Linked DNA regions of Gossypium hirsutum: all the other regions are linked to region 1. The links are chromatin contacts, called in public Hi-C maps. All regions are on one chromosome and are shown on one strand. The core of a region is the stretch at or near the end of the contact, and the rest is flanking DNA. Distances in the headings are between cores, read along the strand shown.

Region 1 (3,173 bases), core at 416-2,915:
TTAAAGGACATTAAAATCTTATAATAAAAATATTATAAATAGATTATAATAATTTAAATTTCTTCTAGCGTTGACTGTATTAACAGAGTCTCAAATTCAATGACTGTAGTTTGTAGCTAAGCATAATAGCAGTTTAGAAAGTTGGATAGGCTTGGACATCATCACCATATGATCGGACCCTTTGATCACTTCAACTTGACGGGGTGGGTTTTCCCGGATCATCCACCCTACAAAATCCTCCTTGGAGACCAAATCCTTTTCCGAAATTATAAAAACCCGATTAACCGACCCGTATTTCTTCTGAGAGAGTACTACTTCTCTTGACATGTCTTCAGCACTATACAACCGTATTGGCCTCATCAACATACTTGCCAATGCAGAATCCTGCAATTAAATTTTTATTCATACATTTCTTTTAGATTTTATAAATAGATTTAAGATGTGACAAGTATTTTATATAATGCAGAATTTCATTAAATTCATGTACATTACGATGTCATTTTCTTAGTTACATGGTTATAGATGAGTTTCGGAATCTCACACCAATAAATTTAATAAAAAAGCTTAAAACATGCATTTTGAAATTAGAAAGAAAAGAGACTAAAAATTAGGGGCGGTTCATCTAAAATTAATAGTCCTTGTTTTAATCATTTTCATTCTTACAAAATATTTTTAATGAAAACAATAAAAATATTTTTTTTTTATTTTTTTCTAATTTTTTACATATATTTTTTTATTTTCTATTAAAAAAGATTATTATCTCTAAATTCTAAAATTTTAAATAGTATATGAATTTTTACCGGAATTACCAAGTAATTTATTAAAAACTCAGCCGAAGCAGTAATGAGAGAATCGTACCTCAGGTGGGCTGAGCTGGTAGACTTTAGAAGAGAGGAACATTGGACCAAAAGTGAAGGTGGTTGGAGGGCTGCTAGGCCCATCATCGTATGTATAATGGTTGTCCATTTGGGAATCTTGATCACGTAATGCCTTTCAACAAAAACAAACTAGTTTCTTTTCAATAATTTATTCAATAATAAAAGGGATCATTGCATCATTGCATGCGTACCTTCTGAATGAGAATGGAAACGTTGAGTGTTGGACCAGGCATGGAGGCTGTCACAAAAACTGCTACAGCGACTTTTTCCGGAAACATTTCCATTGCTTGAGAGATGGCCAAACCGCCTAAACTGTGACCAACAAGCACCACTTTTTCTTCATCGGGTAACGATGCCATGAATTCCCTCAAGGGCTTTATGTAATCAGAGATCGATCTCAGAGTGTTGACTTGCTGTGGATCAACCCCTGACCCACCCAGGTCTAAGGCGGTAACATTGTGGCCACCTGATTTTAGCAGTGGCACCACCTTGTACCATGACCAAGCGCCATGGCAAGACCCATGAACCAGCACAAAGTGCTTTGGTGGCTCCGATGATGTTCCCGGCACCTTGGATAGAAGGTGGCAAATTAAAAGTGAAACTAAGAGCATGAGCTTCCAAATCTGATACATGTTGTTAGGTTGGGTGTTGGGTATTATCTGGTTATGGACAAAGCTCTTCACTTGAAACTTTGGTTGAATGCAATATTATAAATCATTCAGTTGGAATGTCAAATTAACTAGAAAAAATAGTATATTAATATGGGTTTATAAATCATTTGTGTCAGTTTTTTTTTTCTTCTCATTTTCAATGAAGTGCATGGGGACCAAAACAACGATATGAAGATGGGTTTCTCTCTTTCGATTTTGCGGTTGACTCCAAAGTGGAGAAATATATTCTAGATAGGGTGTAAATGAACATTTACATTTGTTTATTAAGTTAAATAAACGAGTATGAACAAAATTTTTATATTCGTTTAATAAACGAACAAACACGAATTGAGGTGTGTTCGGTTCGTTTATGTTCACGAACAAACTCGTTTATAAGCTTGTTTATTAACTCGTTTATGACTCGTTTATTTATTAATGATATTTTCTTATAAAAATTATCTTAGTATATATTAATAAAATTATCTTAGTTTGTATTGTTTTTATTTATAATATAATTATTAATATTTATATTTAACTATTTTATATCTAAACAATATGTGTGTGTATGTATTTATTGTTTGTTTGTTTGTTTGTTATTTATTAACATTGCTCGTGAACATGTTCAATTATATGTTCGTGAACATGTTTGATTAAGTTAAATGAACATGTTCGTGACCATTAAACAAATGAACATGAATAGATGTTTGTTTGTTCAAACTCGGTTCATTTACAACCCTAATTCTGAAAATCACTTTAGTGGGGAAAACTCTGTTAGACGGGGGCTAAAATCAGGACTGATTTTCTGTACTCTTAAAAAATGGTTGGCCGGTGGATAACACCCACAAGATGGGCATAAATCCATACATTTTTACTTTAAATTTAAAAATACAAGATGAAAGTGTTTAAGTTGTGCCCCAAGGTCAGTCCTTGACTAAAATTCTTATGGGAAAGGTTTAATCAGTGGTTGTTCCATCTCTGAGTAAGTCTTACGGTTCTGCATGTTAAGTTTTGAAAGAGTAAATTTGTAAGGGGTATACGAACAATAAGTTGTTAGTATAAGGTCTTGCATGGGGTTATCTACGATTTAGATGTCATGAAATTTGTGTGCATGAGGGTTGTAATAGTGAATATATGTTCTTTAAACAATTGTTGTTGCTGGTTTGAGAAGGATGTCTGGGTTGAAGCTTCGAGCTACAATGGGTGAGTATCATGTGAGTCCGTAATGTCGACTCCTACAAATTCTTCTAGATAGACTCTTGTAATTGATGTTCCAATAACGATGCATGAGTACTTAAATGATTGTTGAAAAAAAATATAATCTTAGTATAATGTTCTTGTGAGTTAAGTATGTAATGATTTGTATGTGTGGGTGTAAGTGATTCTCTGAAGCAATTATGTGTGTGAGTGTGTGCTTGGGACGCATATTGTGATACATGTTTGTGTTTATGTGTGTGAAACGTGTATTGAAGTCTGATTTGATTAAGAAAATGAGTATAGCCTACTTGAGTGTATACTTATGTTAGATATATGATGTGTGATTGAAAATGTTAGAGAAATGAGGTGTAAAAAAGTGATGGGAGATTATGTGATGTGAGCTTTGACACTGCGAAGGTATTCAAAGAAGTTCGTCAGGACAATAAACATG
Region 2 (3,173 bases), core at 182-2,681, 230 kb before region 1:
AAAGAAAGGCATTATGAGGTATCTCCCCATATCACTGGCCCTTGTAAAGCCAAGTTTAGAGCATACACTCCTAGCTTCCTCGTCCCTAACATTAGATGAAAAGAAAACTTGAGTCTTTTGCTTGTTAACACGATGACCAGCAAAATGAAAAAAGGTGTCTAAGACATGCTTGAGACAAACGTCTCCTGAGTCATCAGCTCTACAGAACAACACTAAATCATTTGTAAAAAATAGATGTGACACACCTAGCGCTCAATGAGAAAGCATTATTGGTTCCCATAGCTGCTGATCAACTGTCGCTTCAATTAAGTGGCCTAACAATTCCATACACAAAACAAAAAGATATGTTGACAGAGGATCACCTTGCCGAACACCTCTTGTTGGAATGAACGAATCAGAAATAAAACCATTCCCAAAAAGTTGCATTGAGGCAGACAAGACACATAGCATAATCGCCTGTTGTAAGCTTTTCCAAGATCAACCTTTACCACCATCTAACCCTTTTTAATCTTGGTTTGCTTCATCGTATGGATTACCTCTTGAGCTGTGATAATATTATCCGAAATGTTCTGTGAGGCAATAAAGCTCGACTAATTTTATCGAACCAGATCTTACGTAATTCTTCAAAAACGGATTACAATTGTTTTTGTAATTATTTTATAATTATTTCTTTTTTTTTTCAAAACAAATAACTTGATTAATTTAATTCCCAATATATATTTATGGCAAATTAACTCTTAATACTACTAGTCTAGTTAATTAATGATAACACTCATCAATCGAATTCCAACTCATGGAAAATTATAAAAAAAAAAGAAGCATTATTACCAAAGCTCTATTTTGTTTTAATTTTATCATAAATTTAGTATTTTATTCTTTTAACCATCTGCTTAAAATGACATGATTAACTTATTAAATTTTAAATAACCCATTGCTTTGTCCAAGGATAATATTGTTTTTTTTATACAAATTTTCCCTTTTTTTTAATTCAAGATTTTCATCCATGATTATATATATATGATTGACTCCCTCCATAATTTAATAAATACGTCGCAGTTGTGTAAAAAATTAATATATTTAATAATTTTTATTATAATTAATAAAAAAAAACAAAATGTACATAATGCATGAGAAATTGAGGGATCTAAATCAAGTACACATCTGATCACAATATTATAAAGAGAAAGCGAAGGAATGGAAAGGTATGTGAGACCATAATTTATTACAAGGTTAAAAAAGCTTGCTTTTGTTAATGAAAAAGAATTAAAGTAACATTTTTTAAACAAATGGTCCTTTTATAAAAAGCATAAGTCCGTTACCAACAAGTCATCATCACATAATTAAAACGGAACCTGTCCACAAAACGCCATCGTTTTGTGCTTGCTCCGTACTCGCAGCTACGATTATTAAAAAGGGGTTATGTGACTGTAAAGGATGTGCAGAAAGCAAAGCAGAGTGAGCGTTGCTTCAGAAACGGGATTTAGGAACAAACAAACAGCCTTCAATCATTTTGTTCTAATCTCCGCCATAATTAATCTCATTCCTTTTCTACTTTCATTTAAAATCAAAATAAAGAATTCCAGTTTTGTTTGAAAGATAAGAAAGATCAAAGCTATTAGCTTCTTCCCTTTTTATCATTTGAGTGAACAACAAAATCCCATTGATAAAGGAGTTGCCAATGCCATTTGATTGCTTTACTTTTTGAGCTCTCATAGTCATGGCCGACGATCTCTGTTTCTTCACCAAGGTCAGTTCCCCCCCCCCCTTTTCCCTTTTGTAGGAGTGTGTTTTTTTGGGGGGTTTCATTGTCGTTATCTTGAGTGAGATTAAAGATTCTATTAATTATTTCATTTTTCATATTTTAGTGTCATGCGAATATACTGATCTATTTTTCCGTGCACACGCACAGAAAACTGATCTTTGTATTGTAAACCCATATCTTGAGCGGGGCTTGTTTTCTATCGTCAATTCACAATACCCAGATTTCATTTTCATGAAAGATATGTTCTTTGATATTTATGTGCATGTTGGTTTATTTATTTACGTTAAACGTGATTAATCAATTAATTCTAATTGCATATTAAATTAAACCAATTAATGTATTGCTCAACTCACAGCTGAGTCTTCTAGCTAAATCAGATCAGAGTTCAGTTCAGTGCTATAAGAATGCCCACATCATCTCTTTCACAAGCTCCATTTAATGACTTATCAATAACAAAGTTCTGCTTTGTTTTATCTTTTTTTTTTTGCTTTATTGGTATAATTTGTTATTAATATCTGGCAGATTCATTGAATTTCAGGATTCTTTCATCCTAAAGTCGTCAAAGAAGTCTCCATTGGTGTTGAGGACGGTTGTATTGTTTTTTGTAATGGTTTGTGGAGTGTATATCTGCACGATTTGTTTGAAGCAAATAAGCACTGGCAGCACCACTGAATTTTTGAATTTTAGAGTGGTCCAAAAGCCCTGTCCAGAACCTAATATTGAGCCATGGGAAATTCCTTACGTACACTATCCGAACCCCAAAACTTATAGCAGGTAAGAGAATGATTTTAGTCCTCCTAAGTTTGGTTTCAGTTTTCAGATATAAATATGGGATTAATTTTTTGTGTGTGATTAGGGCTGAATGTGCGTGCAACCCAGTCCAGTATTTTGCCATTATGTCAATGCAGAGATCCGGGAGTGGATGGTTCGAGACATTATTGAACAATCATACTAACATAAGCTCAAATGGGGAGATATTTTCTGTCAAAGTTAGGAGGAGTAATGTGTCAACAATTTTTGAGACTTTGGACAAAATTTATAACCTAGACTGGATGAGTAGTGCCTCAAAAAATGAGTGCACAGCTGCAGTTGGCTTGAAGTGGATGCTTAATCAGGTGAGCACCTCATGGGTGAAACGCGATTTCTAAAGTTTAACTGCTAATTGCAAATATTTCTATGGCAGAAATACACTGAAAATTACTTATGTTCTTCCCATATGAATCTGCAAAAAGGAGTTGAGTACTAAATGGTTCACACTATCTGCTATACAAAGCCTTAGTTATACCAGTTAGATTCATATTAGGAATGGCTAATTTAGTGGGTGGGAGCTCTACAACCAGGACACCAAAAATGAAGCAAAAGAAACCCAAAACATCCTTTATATTTATAAATACACTTGTGCTTTTAGGTT
Region 3 (3,173 bases), core at 289-2,788, 140 kb before region 1:
TAGTTATGAATGATGGCTGTTGCGGTAGCCTTCATCAACAGAAACGACACCTCTTTCCCCGGACAAATCCTTGGCCCCGCAAGGAATGCGCTAAATTTAGTTGGCGACTCTCGTTTAATCTTCCCATCTTCACTAATCCATCTTTCTGGCTTGAACTCATAGCAATCTTCTCCCCATAAGCTTTCCATCCTTCCCATTGCATGTATTCCAATTAGGATTCGGGTGTTTTGATCGACCCGATGACCGCTCGGAAGAAAGTCCTGCTTTGTACATGTTCTGAATTCGAACGGAACCGGTGGATGTAGTCTTAGGGTTTCGCACAACGCTGCATGAAGATATGTTAGCTTACTCAACTCGTCGTAGTTGGATGGTATTTGCAAGCCCCCCTCTACTTGTGTCATTGATAAGTGTCTCTTTATTTCTTCTCTGATCTTGTTTTCAACCATGGGTGCCTTGGAGATGAGATAAAAGAACCAAGTGAGAGTTAAATTGTAAGTACCATCACTGGCAAACAAAAAATGTACAAGGTTGTCTCTTATAAGACTGTCTTTTGGTGTTGGGCCTGTTATCTCATGTCCTGTCAGGTAACAGTTCAAGAAATTGAAATCATTCTCTTCATTTGAGCCTGAGGATGCCACTGATTTCTTGGATTTGTGGCGTTGGGTCGATATAAATTGTGTTAAAAGATCATCGAAAGCCTTCCAAGCATCACTCCGTTTCTTCTCTTTTCCAATCTGAAGCCAACTCTGCAACTTCCAAAGACTGTCAGGCATTACATATCTGTAAAAAGCTGCCTCAAAAGTATCACTCACGGCTTCGTGGAATCGATTCTCAGGGAATTCAATGGAGAGCAGCCCAGGGTTGAAGCCCACGCCCATTATGCAACCAATGTCAAACGCATGCCTTACCAACAAATCTTGCAAGTTCACCACCATCTCTCGTCCAGAAACATATTCAAGAACTTTAACAAGCGCTTCCTCTATACTTGATGGAGAACCTTTGAAAGTGATTGCCGGAACTGAGGGTGATTCAAGAAAGCATGGAAAGCTCTGCGGTGACGTTTCCATGCCTCACCGTCGGAATTGAAAAGTGCTTCGCCGAAGATATCAAACTGCTTCAGCCATTCAGGACCTTTCAAATAAACAGAACTGTTGGAGCTCAATATAGAACGCACATTCTCGGGATCCGAGGTAGCTAAGTAGCTAGTGTTAGTAAACCAAAGTCCTGTATAAAAGAAGGTGCCACTGCTTCGTCTGAGGGTTTGGGCATCTTTATCGTGAGGGCGATGGATGTTAAGAAGTAACGTGGGAATCATCCCAACAAGTGGCCAGTTTCGAGGGAGGCCATTGTTGTCTACGAAATGATAGAGAAAACAAAGAAAAATTATTCCAAAAACCATAAATCCAAGATATACAAACAGTACTGCCATCATGTTCTTAGAAAGAGTTTAAGCTGCTTAGGACATATACTCAGTCACCAGTCGGGACACTATATATAGATTTAGCATTTAGCCTTCGTCTTCTTCTCTACAAGTCACAATCAGAACAGCTTATATTGTCTTTGAAATGAAAAATTCCCATTTATATCATATTGTCAAAGTAGCCATAATACTACTCACCCAAAATAGTATATAATATTATAAAGATCAATATCATGCTTTTATGAAACACGGAAATATTTACTAGGGAAGAACATACCAATGTGGGAAACCATAAAGTTCAACGAAAATTTAAATTAAAAAATTTCTGTTAAAATGAAAAAATATTTAAGATTTATATATATATTACGTTTTCAATATAATTTTGGATAATTATTTGATATAAATACAATATCTCATAAAGTGTTTTAATTTCAATATTAAATCCACTCCAATTAATTTTTTTTTGTAACACCCCTGACTTGACTTAGGAGTTTCGACAAAGTCAAAAGCGTTACATTCAATCACCGAGGTGATCCTGTAAGAACATTCTTTTTACTTGAGTTGATTTATGTGAATATCATTTTTTTTAGAAAAAACATTCATTAATTTAAACCAGCTTTACTTATCAATTCAATTACAATATTGTTGAGGTGTAATTTTGAAAAAACGATTAGGTTTTAAAGAGTTTTTATCAAAACATTTAAGTATTTATAAAGTAACGGAAAAACATTTTAAAGTAATGGTTTTCTATATCGAAAAGCATGCAAATATCAGATTTTTTTTAACCAGATGTCATGCTTTAAAATAAATAAGTTAAAGAATTTCAAATGTCCATTACAGAAAACAAGAAAATACTTAATAATTTCAATCCCAAAATTAAATAATTAAAGATAGCTTTAATAGAATCTTTTAATATAACGACAAAGGAAAATGAGTTGCTAGTCCGAGCCCCTCTGATGCCATTTCGAGTTCTAGTTTTCTGTGCTACTTGAGAGGTAAGGAAAAGGGGGAGTAAGCATACGACAGCTCAATGTGAGACTAATCTTAAATCATTATATATAATCATGCAAACAGTAAACTATTTAATTTATAGCATAAATAACAATTTAAGCATGATATAAGGAACAAATATTAAATCAATGCATATGTAGAATATATTTATGATGTAATGCAAATACAAATTTCCCATCCAGTCCATCCTAACCGCCCTTGGGCAATGCTTGACACACCATCTCACATAAAAAATTGACCATCCCTGATTTGTGTTTCAGATGACGATGACCATTCACTTGACAAAAAGTACACTATAATATCATAATCGTATAATTATCATACATTCGTAATTTACTTATATATAACAATTGATATACTATATGTAGTTAAACACGTATTGTTTGTGACCACTCCTCTTGAAAATCCAGGTTAGCCAATCCCAAAAGCTTTGGATCATAGAATTGTTAACCCAAGAAAGATCTAACATTTGCCATAAATCTATTTCTGCAGGACAAAACCGAAAGACATGGGATACATCCTCTTCCCCAGATCTGCACCGAGGGCATACAGTATCATCAGCAACTCGTTTAGATCTCAAATTGACTAAAGTAGGCAGATAATTCCAGGAGACTCTCCAAATTGTAATTATAATCTTAGAGGGTAGCTGTAGATTCCATAGTTTTTTAAAGAAATTTTTCCCATCGGCTTGTATTAATAAATTATTAGGATCCAAGCTAGCATTTTGTAATAGTTTGTAGGC

Evidence for each region. A called contact is a pair of places that touch in the nucleus more often than the background predicts.
Region 2: a Hi-C map of leaf shows a contact between it and region 1, with 2.1 times the contacts expected there. The contact joins the promoter of LOC107953403 here to the promoter of LOC107953412 in region 1. A contact is called at or near these places in 7 of 34 Hi-C or Micro-C datasets (callus, leaf and seedling).
Region 3: a contact with region 1 is called in a Hi-C map of leaf, with 2.6 times the contacts expected there. The contact joins the enhancer-like site here to the promoter of LOC107953412 in region 1. A contact is called at or near these places in 5 of 34 Hi-C or Micro-C datasets (all in leaf).

Annotation. Positions count from the first base shown.
Region 1 is chrD12:3,461,693-3,464,865 of Gossypium_hirsutum_v2.1, forward strand. It overlaps LOC107953412 (methylesterase 3), which reads right to left and starts at 1,666. Exons shown (of 3, transcript XM_016888717.2): 1 at 1,070-1,666; 2 at 859-990; 3 at 1-384. The coding sequence starts at 1,510. The coding sequence ends at 97.
Region 2 is chrD12:3,228,129-3,231,301 of Gossypium_hirsutum_v2.1, forward strand. LOC107953403 reads left to right here and starts at 1,432. Exons shown (of 6, transcript XM_016888709.2): 1 at 1,432-1,747; 2 at 2,301-2,536; 3 at 2,619-2,877. The coding sequence starts at 1,718.
Region 3 is chrD12:3,325,108-3,328,280 of Gossypium_hirsutum_v2.1, forward strand. It overlaps the pseudogene LOC107953407. Among protein-coding and RNA genes, the nearest start is that of LOC107956543, 13 kb to the left of the region's middle. Within about 2 kb of position 1,539, at least 3 of the 9 cell types and tissues checked have an H3K27ac peak or open chromatin away from gene starts, as enhancers often do. A contact at or near this core is called in leaf, where this site is marked.